Linked DNA regions of Bombyx mori: region 1 is linked to region 2. Evidence: chromatin contacts called from public Hi-C data. All regions are on one chromosome and are shown on one strand. The core of a region is the stretch at or near the end of the contact, and the rest is flanking DNA. Distances in the headings are between cores, read along the strand shown.

What was found. Hi-C and Micro-C count contacts between places; a contact is called where the count stands out from the background.
Region 1: a Hi-C map of midgut shows a contact between it and region 2, with 1.5 times the contacts expected there. The contact joins two enhancer-like sites. A contact is called at or near these places in 2 of 7 Hi-C or Micro-C datasets (midgut and whole pupa).

Annotation. Positions count from the first base shown.
Region 1 is chr4:2,198,292-2,205,147 of ASM3026992v2, forward strand. All of the region lies in intron 1 of LOC101736853 (zinc finger protein ush), which reads right to left. Among protein-coding and RNA genes, the nearest start is that of LOC101736853, 52 kb to the right of the region's middle. Within about 2 kb of position 5,335, at least 7 of the 8 cell types and tissues checked have open chromatin away from gene starts, as enhancers often do.
Region 2 is chr4:2,142,474-2,149,926 of ASM3026992v2, forward strand. All of the region lies in intron 1 of LOC101736853 (zinc finger protein ush), which reads right to left. Among protein-coding and RNA genes, the nearest start is that of LOC134198730, 8.6 kb to the left of the region's middle. Within about 2 kb of position 3,733, at least 3 of the 8 cell types and tissues checked have open chromatin away from gene starts, as enhancers often do.

The DNA.
Region 1 (6,856 bases), core at 4,085-6,584, 57 kb after region 2:
CCTAGGCAACAAAAAAAAAATTGCGGTAATTCCTGTTTAATAATTTAGTTTTTTTTTTCTTCTTATTCCTTTTTCATATTATTATTACGTCAGGACGGATAGGTGGGTCGTGGTTTAGTATCCACTCACCACAAAATGGGCCGTAGGCTCGTCTGCCTACAAGTGCAATAAAAAAAACTATGCTCACAAATTTTCGCATTTATAATATTAGTATGATCATAAAAATACAATTTTAATTTCGCTTAAATTTTCGCTGTAATGCAATGACCACGTGCATTTGTAGGGCCTGGTAAGGTTTAGGATGTCCTAGGAAATTTACTGTGGTATCACCATCTCGTCTAGGCAACACAGCAATCTTATTTTTCACAACTGACATTACGACCTAAGACTTTTTGGCGGGAATGCGAGGAGCGAAATTATGTGAATTGTTTTATTTTGTCTATTTAGTGTTTCTTCAGGTTTAAATGTGTGATAACAATGGTTTATTAACTGTTTAATATTTGTGAAAGTGCACAAATGTGGGAAAATGAAACAAAGCCGCTGGACGTAACTTCTCGGGATCCTCCAATAAGTCTTTTTTTTTTTTTTTTTTTATTGCTGAAATGTGTGGACGAGCTCACAGCCCACCTGGTGTTAAGTGGTTACTGGAGCCCATAGACATCTATAACGTAAATGCGCCACACACCTTGAGATATAGTTCTAAGGTCTCAGTATAGTCACAACGGCTGCCCCACCCTTCAAACCGAAACGCATTACTGCTTCACGGCAGAAATAGGCGGGGCGGTGGTACCTACCCGTGCGGACTCACAAGAGGTCCTACCACCAGAGTCTACTGAAAAAGTCTCAGTAAATTACCACCATTTTACTAAGATCTCATATCATCTCATCTCATTTCATTTTATGCCATGTTTCATATTAATCAACTTCATTTCATTTCATAATATCATTTATCATAATAAAAATTATGAAAGATTATCTACGCTGCATGGTATAATACCTTTGCCTTTCGAGTTGGAAAAATAGAACTGTTACTACATTATGACCTAACATCAATACAAACTCTAGCAACAATCATAATACAACGAGTCTCGAAGCATTATCCGTTCCATATCACATCTCCACAAAACGATTGCAATTCTCTGACAATATCCGTACCAAAAAAAAACAACATTAGATCGTCTCGTTTCAATGACCGAAAATAAAATTAAGAACAACATTAACAAAAACACAAGATTTAAGATTAAGTCGTACCGGGTAAAGATCTCGCGGTTCAGGGATGTGCGCATCGAACTTTTTTTCCCCCAACTATTCGCTGGTAGACTAAGAGGATATTTCAGCTATGCTGACGGGCTCATCCTGAGATAATTAGCTAACTCTAGCCCTATCACGAGCAGTGCTTCGCAGAATCTATCACCGGATGAGAATCACAAGCCGCTGAGAAAATCAAGCGAACAACTCAGTGGGCTTCCATAGAAACAACACAACACTTCGCTTGCAGGTTTGAGAATGGTCAAGAGTCACCCCGATTTCGGTTTTTCTGCAATTATATTGTGATCCTTTCCTCATATTTTAACGGAATATATCGCCATAACCTCTTTACATATGTTTGTATTTTTTTTATTATCTATATATTAAACTCTACGCTAAATGGCCACATATGTATGGCCACATAGTTTTTTAATGAATATTAACTATGTTTTTTGTACACATTTAATTGTTACTTATTGAATTGAAATGATAAACTAAATTCATGTTAACGTAACTAAGCATTTGAATAGAGTAGGGGTTGTGACATTTTTCCAGTAGATGGCGCTTCTTAACTAACCTAAACAACTTTACAATAATTCCAAGCTAATTAATTCTTCGGTAGTTTATTCGTATTTCGAAATATAGTAATTATTATTTTTATCGAAATACAAATCATATAAACCTTGGTGGAGCCTTTAATTTAGAAAGTAATTGTCAAATAAATTTGTTGACACGTTTATGAAAAGAGCCATTTGACATAATAATAACTAACAAAAAACTGAAATACGAACACAAAGACACGACAGGAAAGTAAATTAGTAAATGAAAACAGACACAAGACACAAATTCCCAAAAAAAACAATCCTTCTGTTCCCGTAAACATTGAAATAATTCAGTAAATCAGCGGGAATTTAAGAAATACGCGCCATAAACTATTTAAAGTGGCCATCCGAAGAGCAGCCCTGAAGCACCCCGGCGAGACAATTATCACGCCAAAGGAAATCTTATGTGCATTAAACACGCGAGGGAATACAAAAAAGCAAATAAACATCTCTACTGGAGATGCATGTTGAATTAAAGAAATCGGAAGCTTGGGGAACGAAATATTTTAATGGCTTAATTGTTAGATCTGTTTGATCGTTAAAAGACATAAGTAGCTGACTCCGATCACCTTATGCTCGGATAAGTACTAATGTTTTCACTATTTTATTTACAAACTTATCCCTATTGATTTCGTTTGTGAAAATTCAGTTTTATTACCAGGACCCGGTAGAACGGTCAGACGTAACTAATGAGATCTGAACATAGCATATGCATATTATGTTATGCTTAATAAATGTATTAAGTGGTACCCTGGTAGTCGAAATTCAACTATAATTAATGAAATTATAGGTTTGTACACTATTTCAATGTCAAATGTCTATGTCAAAGACTATTATACTTCTATAATCGCAGATTTCGCCGAGACTACACTTTAGACAAATATTAGTAGAGACAAACAATATTTAATCTATTCTCAATTTGAGCAGAAACTATTAGCAATAAAAAAGGTTTGACAATAAACAAATAGTATGCCTGCGTGTGTGTGTCAAATACATGATAGTGTGTGTAATGATTTTTTTAATCTATCTATACTATACTATCTACTACTAATCTAATCTATATTAATATATAAATCTACAGTGGTTTTTACGGATGTTCCGTTATAACTACTGAACCGTGCATCCGATTGACTTGAAACTTGGTATCCGTGTAGAAAATACATGTACTTAATGGATAGGCTGATATTTATATGAGTGTTGGACTTCCTACACCAGTTGCGGGGGCGTTAATGATGAGAATCTTTGTGAGGGTGAGAAATAATAATGTTAATTTTAAATGCCCAGCGAAGCGGACGGGTACAGCTAGTATATAGATATATTTGGAATTAAGTATACCTATGCTCTAAATGAATTAAATAAATCGAAACGAATGAATCACAAGCGTACAGAATTCAGTGGTACCTCTAAGAACGGTTTCAGCGATAAATAGAGGAAAACGCGCAGACTGTTTATTTGTTATAAACTAACAATTAACGAGCGATAATGTTAAATAACGCGTGCATCAGTTAAGTGTAACGCTAAATTTAAATTTGTGTTTTCCTTGTTTACCGCTTTATGCGACTGGAACGCTATTGTAGCGATAAATAGGTTTTGAAGTGGACGCGTTAGTAATTTGTGAAGCTTGAGCTAGTTACTAGCCCATAGACACAAAGCACATAGTTTCTCGCTGGATTTTCTTGGTGGTTCGCGATTCCGATCCGGTGGTAGATTCTGCGAGGCAGTGTTACAAATTCTCTGATGCTGATCCCGTAGACCCACCTATCAGCCCGAGCGTAGCTGGAATAGTCCCTCAGGCTACCACCGATCAGGTAAGGGAAAAAGAAAACTTAAACATTATTTGCTCTGCTAAATATATCTAATATATTTAGCAACGGCCGTCTGGTGTAGTGGTAAGTGACATGGTCACTACACAAGGGGGTCGCGGGTTCGAATCCCGCTAAGGGAAGATATTTGTATGATAAATATAAATGTCTTTTCCAGGGTTATGGATGTATATTAAAAATATATGTATGTGTATAATAAAAATCTTACATTTATATCCGTTATCTGGTACCTGTAACACAAGTTCTTTACGAACTTATCACGGGACCAGTTAACGAGGCGTGATTGTTAAGTAAAAAAAAAAAAAAAGACTGCGTAGACCGAGCTTTATGACCTGGCGCCGAGTCTTGATGAAAGGACCATTCTTGATTATTGAACATGGTGTTGTTAAGGGGCTTCACTACTTTCTCAAGAATGGTATCTTGATACACTTGTGCCGATGTTTTGATACCTTTTTCACAAAAGTATGGCCCAGTCGCTCTTTCGTAGCTAATACCCCACCAAACCATCACTGAAGTCGGATAGTGCCCACGTTGCACTCTGTCGACTAATTGGGAAGCTTCCTTAGACCTTTGAGCATAAATACGGTCATTTTGTTTGTTAAAAGGTTGCTCAATTGTAAAAAAATTCTCATTCCTAATCAAAATTTTTCTATGACATCCCTTTGCGTACCGCTTCAGTAGTTGTTTCGATTTTACCACCCTATTCTCTTTTAAATTATCAGTTAAGAAATGACCAGTACGTCTCTTATAGGCTGCAAGTCCTAAGTCATCTTTTAAAATACGCGACATGGTTCTAGGTGCTATCTTCATCTTCCGAGATAAAATCTTTTGCTTTCGGACAGGATTTCTTTGAATTCTTTCCCTTACTACTTTGACCACCTTTTTCGTACGAACACTACGTGGACGGCCAGATCTTTTTCTGTCACAAACAGAGGAGGTCTCATTGCACCTAATAATAGCTCGGTACACAAACATTTTACTAATACCAAGCGTATGGAGAGTTTTAAAAATTGCTATTGTTCTAAAAATTTGGCTCCATGCCTACTTTGTGTAATGCAATCACAGCGATTCGGTTCTCTTCATCACCCCACTCCATTTTAATATCGCAAAATATTGTACAATGTATTGGCGCCAAAATGAGAAAACTCAATGAGCAATCATATAAAAATGACAGATTCCAAATTCAAATGTAATATTTTGTTTATTTTTAATTGTAACAGTATTTATGGCCAGACTAAGTATAGTTGAAATTACAATGACAAAAAACACAGGCGTTTAAATTCAATTAAAAAAGACAATATCCAATTCGAAAAGAAATTGTTTTTAAACTTTCACGGCTATAAATTACACCTATTACTTAAAGAATATAGTCGAATACATATTATGAAAACCTTTCAAAACCACAATATCCAATCCAGTACTCCGATATCAATGTAAGTTCTTAAAGCAATATTCCCCTTGCTTACTTTAGAACGTATTGAGCTCGTCGATCAAAATAAAAACACATTGTTCTCACATCGTCTGATGGATCTCTCGTTATTTAGTTATCGAGCCATTGTTACTTAGCAGAAACCACGAAAAAACTCGTAGGGGCGGGGCGCGTATCGTAAAACGCATCGCGAACGATGCATCCATGGCGATACAACACTCAATTCTCAAACTAAATACAATCTCACCACGAACAAATAAAGCGCATTTTACAACGTAACAACCGAGAGAAGCTTATTAAACAAAATTAAATTTGCAGCCATGCGAACTTTTAAAGTGCCGCGAAAACTACGTAACTTTGCTGATGCTTCAAAGGAAATCGAACCTTACTGCCTAAGGCTGCACTCAGTTCAATGTTCACGATTCGCAATGTAACTAGCAGTACAGTGTCAGGTCTATATGGATGATTTCTGCTAGCACATGTCACGTGGTTATAACCTTAAAAGATTTATTACAATGTTTATATAGCGAAAGATGTTATATAGAGCGGATTTTAGATAAGGTAAGAAACGTATTTTCATTTTATTACCAAATTACCGATGCCGAGATTGCGGGGTCCGGCATAGCGATCGTGAGCGTTTGCCAACAGGTAGGTACTCAATCGGTTTTTTTTTGTACGTACATATTTTTGTATTGCATTGTGAGATTCAGTTTGGCAAAGAAATTAAATAATGAAGTGCCCTGCTTTGATAAAAACGATCTTCAGTCAAGTTCAATTTGTCATTTATATTTTTTTTTTAAAAGATGACACTCGTATCTGTTTTTTTGTTTGCAACAAAAAATAATTACCACAGAATATATATTAATAATTTGGTTTATAATTGTTTTTCTGATTTTTACAAAAATGGCGTACTTGATAGAATTTATTCTGCAATATTGACATTAACGACAATATCAATATATAGTTTTCATTTTATTCGAAAATAGTTTCTCAACATCACTTCCAACAGCCTCAATTTTAATTGATTATACTGATTTCATCTAGTACTGATCAGCAGCCTTTATTCACCATTGTAAGTACAGTCAAAATCTGTTATAACGACATCGAAGGGACTGCTCATATTCAGTCGTAAAAACCGATAGTCGTAACAACCGGTGATGTTTAATGTGTATCGTGCAAGTACAAACAAATCGATAGGGAATTATTGGAAAAATATATTTACATAATACGCGATTTTTCTTCAATATTAATTTGTTTTCTTTTTCTTTGCGACATTTTGAAAGTTTCACGAATAACTCCACAAAGTTTTGGTGCGTCTTGTGTATATAGATAAGTAACAAACTAACTGAAGAGTTAAGAAGAAGCGGGCTTGGCTACCGCATGCACGTGTTTTGTTTCTAAGAATTAGAAAAGACCCTACACTAAACTAAATCCTATTGTTTTCTTTCCTGATTTTAATAGCCATTGAAGACAAATGTGGATACCTATTCAAATTGTTTACAATACAGCTTAGCCGGTCGTTCTAACAGATCTAATTTTCCGAAATATTAGTTAAATGTGGTCGTTTTATGAGGTATGTCGTTATTACCAATGTCGTAGAAAGCAATATTTTTAATAAGGCGGTCATATGGCATTCAGTCGGGACCTTTGTTCTTGGTTATTATAACCGGTATGTTGTATTAAACGATGTCGCAGTAAACGGTTTTGACTGTATTTACATATCTCTACACTTTATATTATTTTATCTGGAGATG
Region 2 (7,453 bases), core at 2,483-4,982:
GAGCAGTGCTTGGCAGAATCTACCACCGAATCGGAAATGCGACCTGCTGAGGAATCAGAGGTAAGTAGCATGTAGACGTATTCTGCGCAATCTAATTGTTTACTTTTAAAAACATAACAATCCAGCTTTGAAGTAGACAACGTCATTGTAAACATGCTAAATTCGTTTGAATGCATCTACAGATGGATACAGTAAATTGTGAAAAAATATTTATATATATACATATTTTTGATGATGTTCAATTTATTCACCAAAGTATTGTATTATCGATGTCCATCAATGCCTTAATGATGTCCAATTCAATAAAAAAACTCTCTGCTGAACCTATTTGCTTTCACTAAAAGAAACTAGCTCCCATATTTCAATTATATTATTACTAAATAATCTGCTGTATGAAGACAAGTTAGCTGCAAACTTCGAAAACTCGAGCCTTAACAAAAAAGAGGACGAGTCCTCTAAGCCTTGGACCAAGCGTCGCAAGCCCATATTTTTAGTTTTCAACGGTGGCAAATTACACACAGAAGAAATGTGCAGTAGCATTACAGTATTAACATATTTATTGCCGATATATTTTGTTTTAACGTTTGCCCCGGACAATTGATGGCCGTAAACTGGCATTTAAGTTGTCTAGGTTTTATTTTTTGGAATAGCTACAAATGGCAATTAGCGTAACGTTTCCGAATTTCGGCCAGTATACATGTTGGCGTGTTGTTTCTGGGATTAAATAGGCAGGCGTAAACTCAATAGTCATTCAATAGGCAGCCTATTGGCCGTGCTCCAGGCAATGTTGATTTCCATGAGCAACTTTGAATACATACTATCAGATGGATGATATGCTCTTTTATTTACAGAGGTTATAGCGTAAACCAAAAAATGGCGCTAAAAACAAGCATGTGCTGCGTATTTCTGCACTAAACCAATCCATAATAATTGTTGAATGTTTGAAGCATACGCGTTTTGAAACGTTTGAAACTCACATGTCTCGGGTCAAGCTGAGCGACGGTGTCCACATTTTAAATAAGCCATACCTAGACTGTTGCGTATCCACTAAATAAACAAAATAAATTAGAATAAAATTTTGAAAATAAAGGCGTAAGGCCTTTTTCATTGCAGTTCCGTAGAACTTTTCAATATATATAAGAAAAAATTTCAAAGTATTATTCGAAATTGTGCTTGGTTTTCTTATTGAACATCAATAACATGTAATCTGTTATAATCCGATATGCATTTTGACGTATTACGTAATTAAGGTACTTGGTAGCATCAACTCGTGGACGAATCCCCATGCGTTGGACTGATCAGGTGAAAGACCTTACTGAAACCCCACTTAACGAGTGTGTGCGCCGGGCCTCGGTTCGCAAACTGTGAAAAACATCTGTTAAGGCTTTAATGAGCAAGAATGCCACATGACCACGATTGCTCTGCCAAGAGCAACCGATTATGATGATGATGATGGTAGCATCAAGCCAAATTGGGACAAAGACAACCGATTTATCTGTTGTTAACCTTTCCGCAGAATTAAATTTAAATATTTTTTAAATCTAATATATATATAAATTTCTGAACGTATGTCAAAGAATTCATTCGAACAAGGAAAAAACAAGGTTTTCCTAACAATCGTTAAGTGCATACGATGTTAAGTTTTCCTGAACTGTGTGACACACGGTAGCACCGGCCGTCCGACATCGCGTGCACTAAATTCAAACATGAAAACTGGAATAAAACTTAGGCCTTCACTTGCGACACTAATTACTGCAGTAGACGCGATGCTTAGATTAATATTGCAACAATTAATGTATAAGTTTTCGTGAAATCGCTGCGATGTTTTCGCGAAATGAAAACGTTTCATTGCGTTTCGATTTGTATGTAAATTATTTTAGACTAGCTGACCCGGCAGACTTCGTAGTGCCTCAATCGATAAATAAAATACCTAAACTTTTGTATAAAATAAACTTAAAACAAACAAAAGGAATCCGTCCGACGGGGGACACATCAAAGGTAAAGCAAAATTATTATTTTTATTTAATTCCGCACGTTTTCATATTTATCCTAACCTTTTAAACCTTCTCTGGACCTCCACAAATAATTCAAGACCAAAATTAGCCAAATCGGTCCAGCCGTTCTCGAGTTTTAGCGAGACTAACGAACAACAATTCATTTTTATATATATAGATAGATAGATAGAATAGATTTATGGATTGCTGTGGTTTAGTCGATCTTAAAAATACGTGGAGCGATCTCAAACTTTAAGTCAGTCTGCAATTACTAACTAATATACGTCTACTAACAGTACTAACTTACTACCAGTATTGTTGGTATTTCAAATTTTGGAAATATATTCGACTGACATGCAAACACTTTACTGGTGGTCGGACGTCTTGTGAGTTCGCACGGGTACCAGATACCACCGCCCTGTCTGTTTCTGTCTTAAAGCAGTAATGCGTTTCGGTTTGAATGGTGAGGCAGCCGTTATGCTGTAAAACTGTGTACATTCTAGATGTCTATGGGCTCCGGTAACCACTTAACACCAGGTGGGCAGTGAGTTCACCCACCCATCTAAGCAATTTAAAAAAATAAAAAAAAACACTTAAGGGTATTTCGAGTCTCGTTTTGTCTTAATAGTACTTATAGTAGGGGTTATCTTTATGTGTTCAGTTCTGGTAGTAATACTACTACCACTTACTAACAAATATAATAACTTTGTTGTGATACGGCTGAACTGTAGGTGGTCGCGGGAAAGAAAATTGCGATACCTCAAACTTTCTTTAGTTTCAGGTACTAATAATGGAAGTATGCAGAAGTTAGTAGCACTGGTAGTTATTAGAGCCTACAGACGTCACTACGTAAATGATATATGACATATTTTGACACACATGTTCCGGCTTTTTTTTTCCTACCTAAGCTGGTAGCCTTGAGAGGCTATGCCAGCGTAACCGAGCAAGTGTATCGGGTGCAGACTGTATTTTGTGCTAGCTTCAATATAACTTGATTTAGAAAGTAAGATTTTTAATTCTCTCTTATACAAAATACAGCACACATGCTAAGTACGACCAGAAAATTTTGTACAACTGCAACAATGAATGTTGCCACACTAGAAGTAATTATATATAAAGTGTCATATTTATGATTGAGTGTCTATCCGTGCATACGTCCTCTCATGAGTAAATATACCAGTTACGAAGTTCTTCTCCATCTCTATTTCTTCTACTACTAATATAAATATTTTTAGTTAATACTTACTGTAATATTTTTCAGTTTTACTGGTGGTGGGACCACTTGTGAGTCCGTGCGGGTAGGTACCACCACCCTGCTTATTTCTGCCGTGAAGCAGTAATGAGTTTCTGTTTTAAGGCTGGGGCAGCCGTTGTAACTATACTGAGATCTTAGAACTTATATCTAGAGGTGGGTGGCGCATTTACGTTGTAGATGTCTATGGGCTCCAGTAACCACTTAACACCAGGTGCGATGTGAGCTCGTCCACCCATCTAAGCAATAAAAATAAATAATAATAACTTTAAACAAACAACAAATAATACCACATATTATTTTCAGACACGACATCAATCATGTTATTATAACTTAACAAACGAATAGACAATGTGTCGCGGCCACAAACCTAAAACAATGGCGGACCAGATAAGCGCAGCTAATAAATAATTGGTGTACGATAAGCCTAATTAGCCGTGCTCGATGCAATCGACCGCTCTATCTAGACGTAGAAAACAGGAAACGACATTGATAATGCTAAGCGAATAATTATTTTTATACGACGCCAGTTGACCTAATATAGTCTCGATCACTGATCGCACGACTCAAAAGACGAGGACCCAGTGGTATATGAACAAATAAGTGAGTCGCTTGCTTTCTATTTCACTTGTAATTAATATTTCACTTGTAATTAATAGTTTACTTGTAATTAAAAGTTCACTTTCTTTTTTATTGCCTTTGTATGCAGACGAACATACGGCCCACCTGATGGTAAGTGGTCACTGTCGCTCATAGACGTCAGCAGTGCCAGGGACAGAGCCAAGCCGCTGCCTACCATAAAGTACGCTCCGCAAGCCTCGTTTGAAGAAGGACATGTTATAGCGCTCCGAAAACACCGTGGAGGGGAGTTCATTCCAAAGCCGGATGGGCGTGGCAAAAAAGATCTTTGGAAACGCACTGTCGATGAACAGTTCTAGATAATATGGATGAACTCTGCTCCGATGGCGAGAGGTACGATGATAAAAAGGAGATGAGGGGATCATCTCGAATAATTCCTCAGAGCATTCCCCATGGACCATACGGTATAAAACACAGAGAGAACCGAAGTCCCTCCGTAGACCCAGAGGTTCCAAGCGATCCGCCAGAGCAGGACTATCGACCATCCGAACAGCTCGTTTCTGTATGGATTATTCTGTATATTTCACTTGTAATTGATATTTCACTTATAATTATTATTTCACTTGTAATTAATATTTCACTTGTAATTAATATTTCAATGTAGCAATGACAATAAAGAAAAATCATTTTCGTTCGTAGCTGTACGAGTATGTGTGTCAGTTAAATAAATTAATGCCGGTCAATATACTCAAGTCGTAAACATGTTATACATTTTGTGTTATGTCTAGTATACGGTCAATTGTTCAACGGCTATCGACGGCATTGGATGTCAAAACGTGAATATCACCGATACTTTGAATTAAGCCGAAGTCTGAGTTGTCAGTCAATTGTCAGGCTCTCCTTGTTCTTCTTCTTGCTTCGGTTTCCTCAATACTGAGGGTCGTGACCACCTCCTCGCAACAAGAACTTATTACGGACCATTCCACGCCATTTGCCTCTATCTGCCGCCGAGTGTAGAGCATCGTAAGCTGTGGTGTCGAGGGTAGTGCGGATCTGGTCAGTCCAACGTGTCGGAACTCTACCTCGTGGTCTTCTTCCGTTCACCTTACCTATCACCATTAGCTTCTCGAATTCAAGCTCTCCTTGTAAAGTTGCAAAAATGTCGCTTAAACCAAAATAGTATTTCACCCGTCATCGATATATGCATTAGGATTCTGTATTTTGTAATACCACGACTGAAATGCTATGCTCATATGAAAAAGAAGAATCATAAAAACAAATCCTTAGAAGTTTCCTAAGAAATACTGTAATTCGACGAACTGTTACCACGTATGTATGTCGCTGTTTGAGAATACGAATTGTTATGAACACCTGCTTGTGTTGCAAGGAATTTCTGGGTTGAGTTACGTAGACATAACATGTCTTGGAGTGGGATCTTTTGCGTTTTCGAGAATCTTAGTAAGCCTTTGCTTACTTTAACAAAACTTAAAAATACCGGCGTAATTCAAGCTACAATCATTCCGATAGAGGCACCCGTCACGCGCGGACGTGCTCATCGACCACTCGATCGCCCGGCCTTTGTTCGCCCGGCTTTTGTTAGCCCGGCCATTGTTCGCGCGGCCTGTGTTCGTGGTACATCTGCCGACCAAGTGTTTTTCCTGGAAGTTTTTATTTGTTTGGTTTCCTTTTGTTATTTCTGTGTTCGTGGTACATCTGCCGACAAACTGTCTTCCTGGAAGTGTTTAATTGTTTTGTTTCTTTTTGTTATTTCCGTTTTGTTGTGATTTTTCTTTGTCCTGCAGTAATCGTGCCGCATCGCCACCTGTGTTCAATAGAACCGCTCAGGTCCGAGAAGTTGGGGCCTCGCCGCAAGGCGAGTGTTTTCTAAGACCCAGGGTAGCCCCACCTGGGCACGTAGACATCATGGACGCTGTATTTGCGGAATTTCTCCGGCTTCGCTACCCAAAGCTCACTTCCGAGTTTCAGGCCTTCAAGGCCGATCACACTGCGAGCCCTCTCGTGGACTCCACCGAGCTCGCTGCTCCTGCGTCGCCTGTACCTGCGTGCAAAGCTTCTGCATCGAGCACCGCAGCCTCCGTCGTGCCTGCCGTTCCCGCGTCGCCTATACTGGCGAGTAAAACTGCTGCGTCGTCCGCCGTGGTCACCGTTCCAGCAGCGCGATCATCCGCGGCCTCCGTCGCGCCGTCCAAAACACCTACTCGTAGGTCACCTGCGCCCGCCTCCTCGTCCTCCGACTCTGACTCGGAGATGGAGGTCGACCTCGCTCCCGCCTCATCGACGGATGGATTCACCCTAGTGCAAAAGGGTAAGAAGCGTGCCGCGGAGTCTCGAGCTCCCGCGGCCGCTAAAATTAGCAAAGCCGCGAACGCGTCGCGCCCCCGCCCTCAGACTCCCGTTGCGCCTCCAGCCCGTGCCACTCCGTCGCCGCGTCCGGTGGCACAAAATAAAGCCCAGACCCCTCCCCCGGTAATCCTTCAAGAGAAGGCAGCTTGGGAACGAGTTTCCCTGGCCCTTAAGGCCAAAAATATCAATTTTACGAATGCCCGTAACCTCGCGAACGGCATTCAAATTAAGGTTCGAACATCCGACGACCATAGGGCCCTCTCTTCTTACCTCCGTAAGGAGCGTATAAGTTTCCACACATATACGCTCCAGGAGGAGCGCGAACTCCGTGCCGTTATACGTGGCATCCCTAAAGAGTTGGATGCCGAGCTCGTCAAGGCCGACCTTCTCGAACAAGGCCTACCGGTTAACTCCGTACACCGCATGCACACAGGCCGCGGAAGGGAGCCATATAATATGGTTCTCGTCGCCCTCCAGCCTACCCCCGAGGGTAAGCAAATATTCAACATCCGAACGGTCTGTAGCCTTTCCGGAATCGCAGTCGAAACCCCACACAAGAAAGGCACACCTAGCCAGTGCCATAACTGCCAATTATACGGGCATTCTTCCCGTAACTGTCACGCGCGCTCCCGATGCGTCAAGTGCTTAGGCGATCACGCCACGGCCCTATGCACTCGCGATCAAAAAACCGCGACAGAACCGCCTAGCTGCGTCCTGTGTCGAACACAGGGTCACCCCGCAAATTACCGCGGATGCCCCCGAGCCCCGAAAATAAATCGCCGCGTCGCCCGCCAAAACCGCCTCCGAGCTTCCGGCCCAGACATCAAAGCCTCGGCACCCTCTGTGTCGCAGGCTAAGCCAGCGTTCGTTCCGGCACCGGTGCCCAGTGTCTCGGCCTGGGCGAAACCGCTGCCGTACATGAACACGGCTACAACTCCCTCCTCCGCGATTCGTCCCGCCCCCGCGACTCGTCCCTCTCCCGCGACTTGCCCTCCGACCGCGTCCGACAATCTCGCTTTAGCGATCGACTTCTTTCAGTCGATCAACTTTGAGCGCGTTAACGCTTTGGGCGACGCCATTCGCTCTGCCTCCACTGCACAACACTTTATCGCCGTTGTGCAAGAATACGCCGACGTATACGCGTCATTAAATACGTACGTCCTCCCCTCACTCCGCCGGTAATCAATGGCGTATATAAGTAGAATAAAGCCCCTATCCGTAACGATAGGATTTTTTAACGCTTACGGTCTCGCAAATCAGCGTG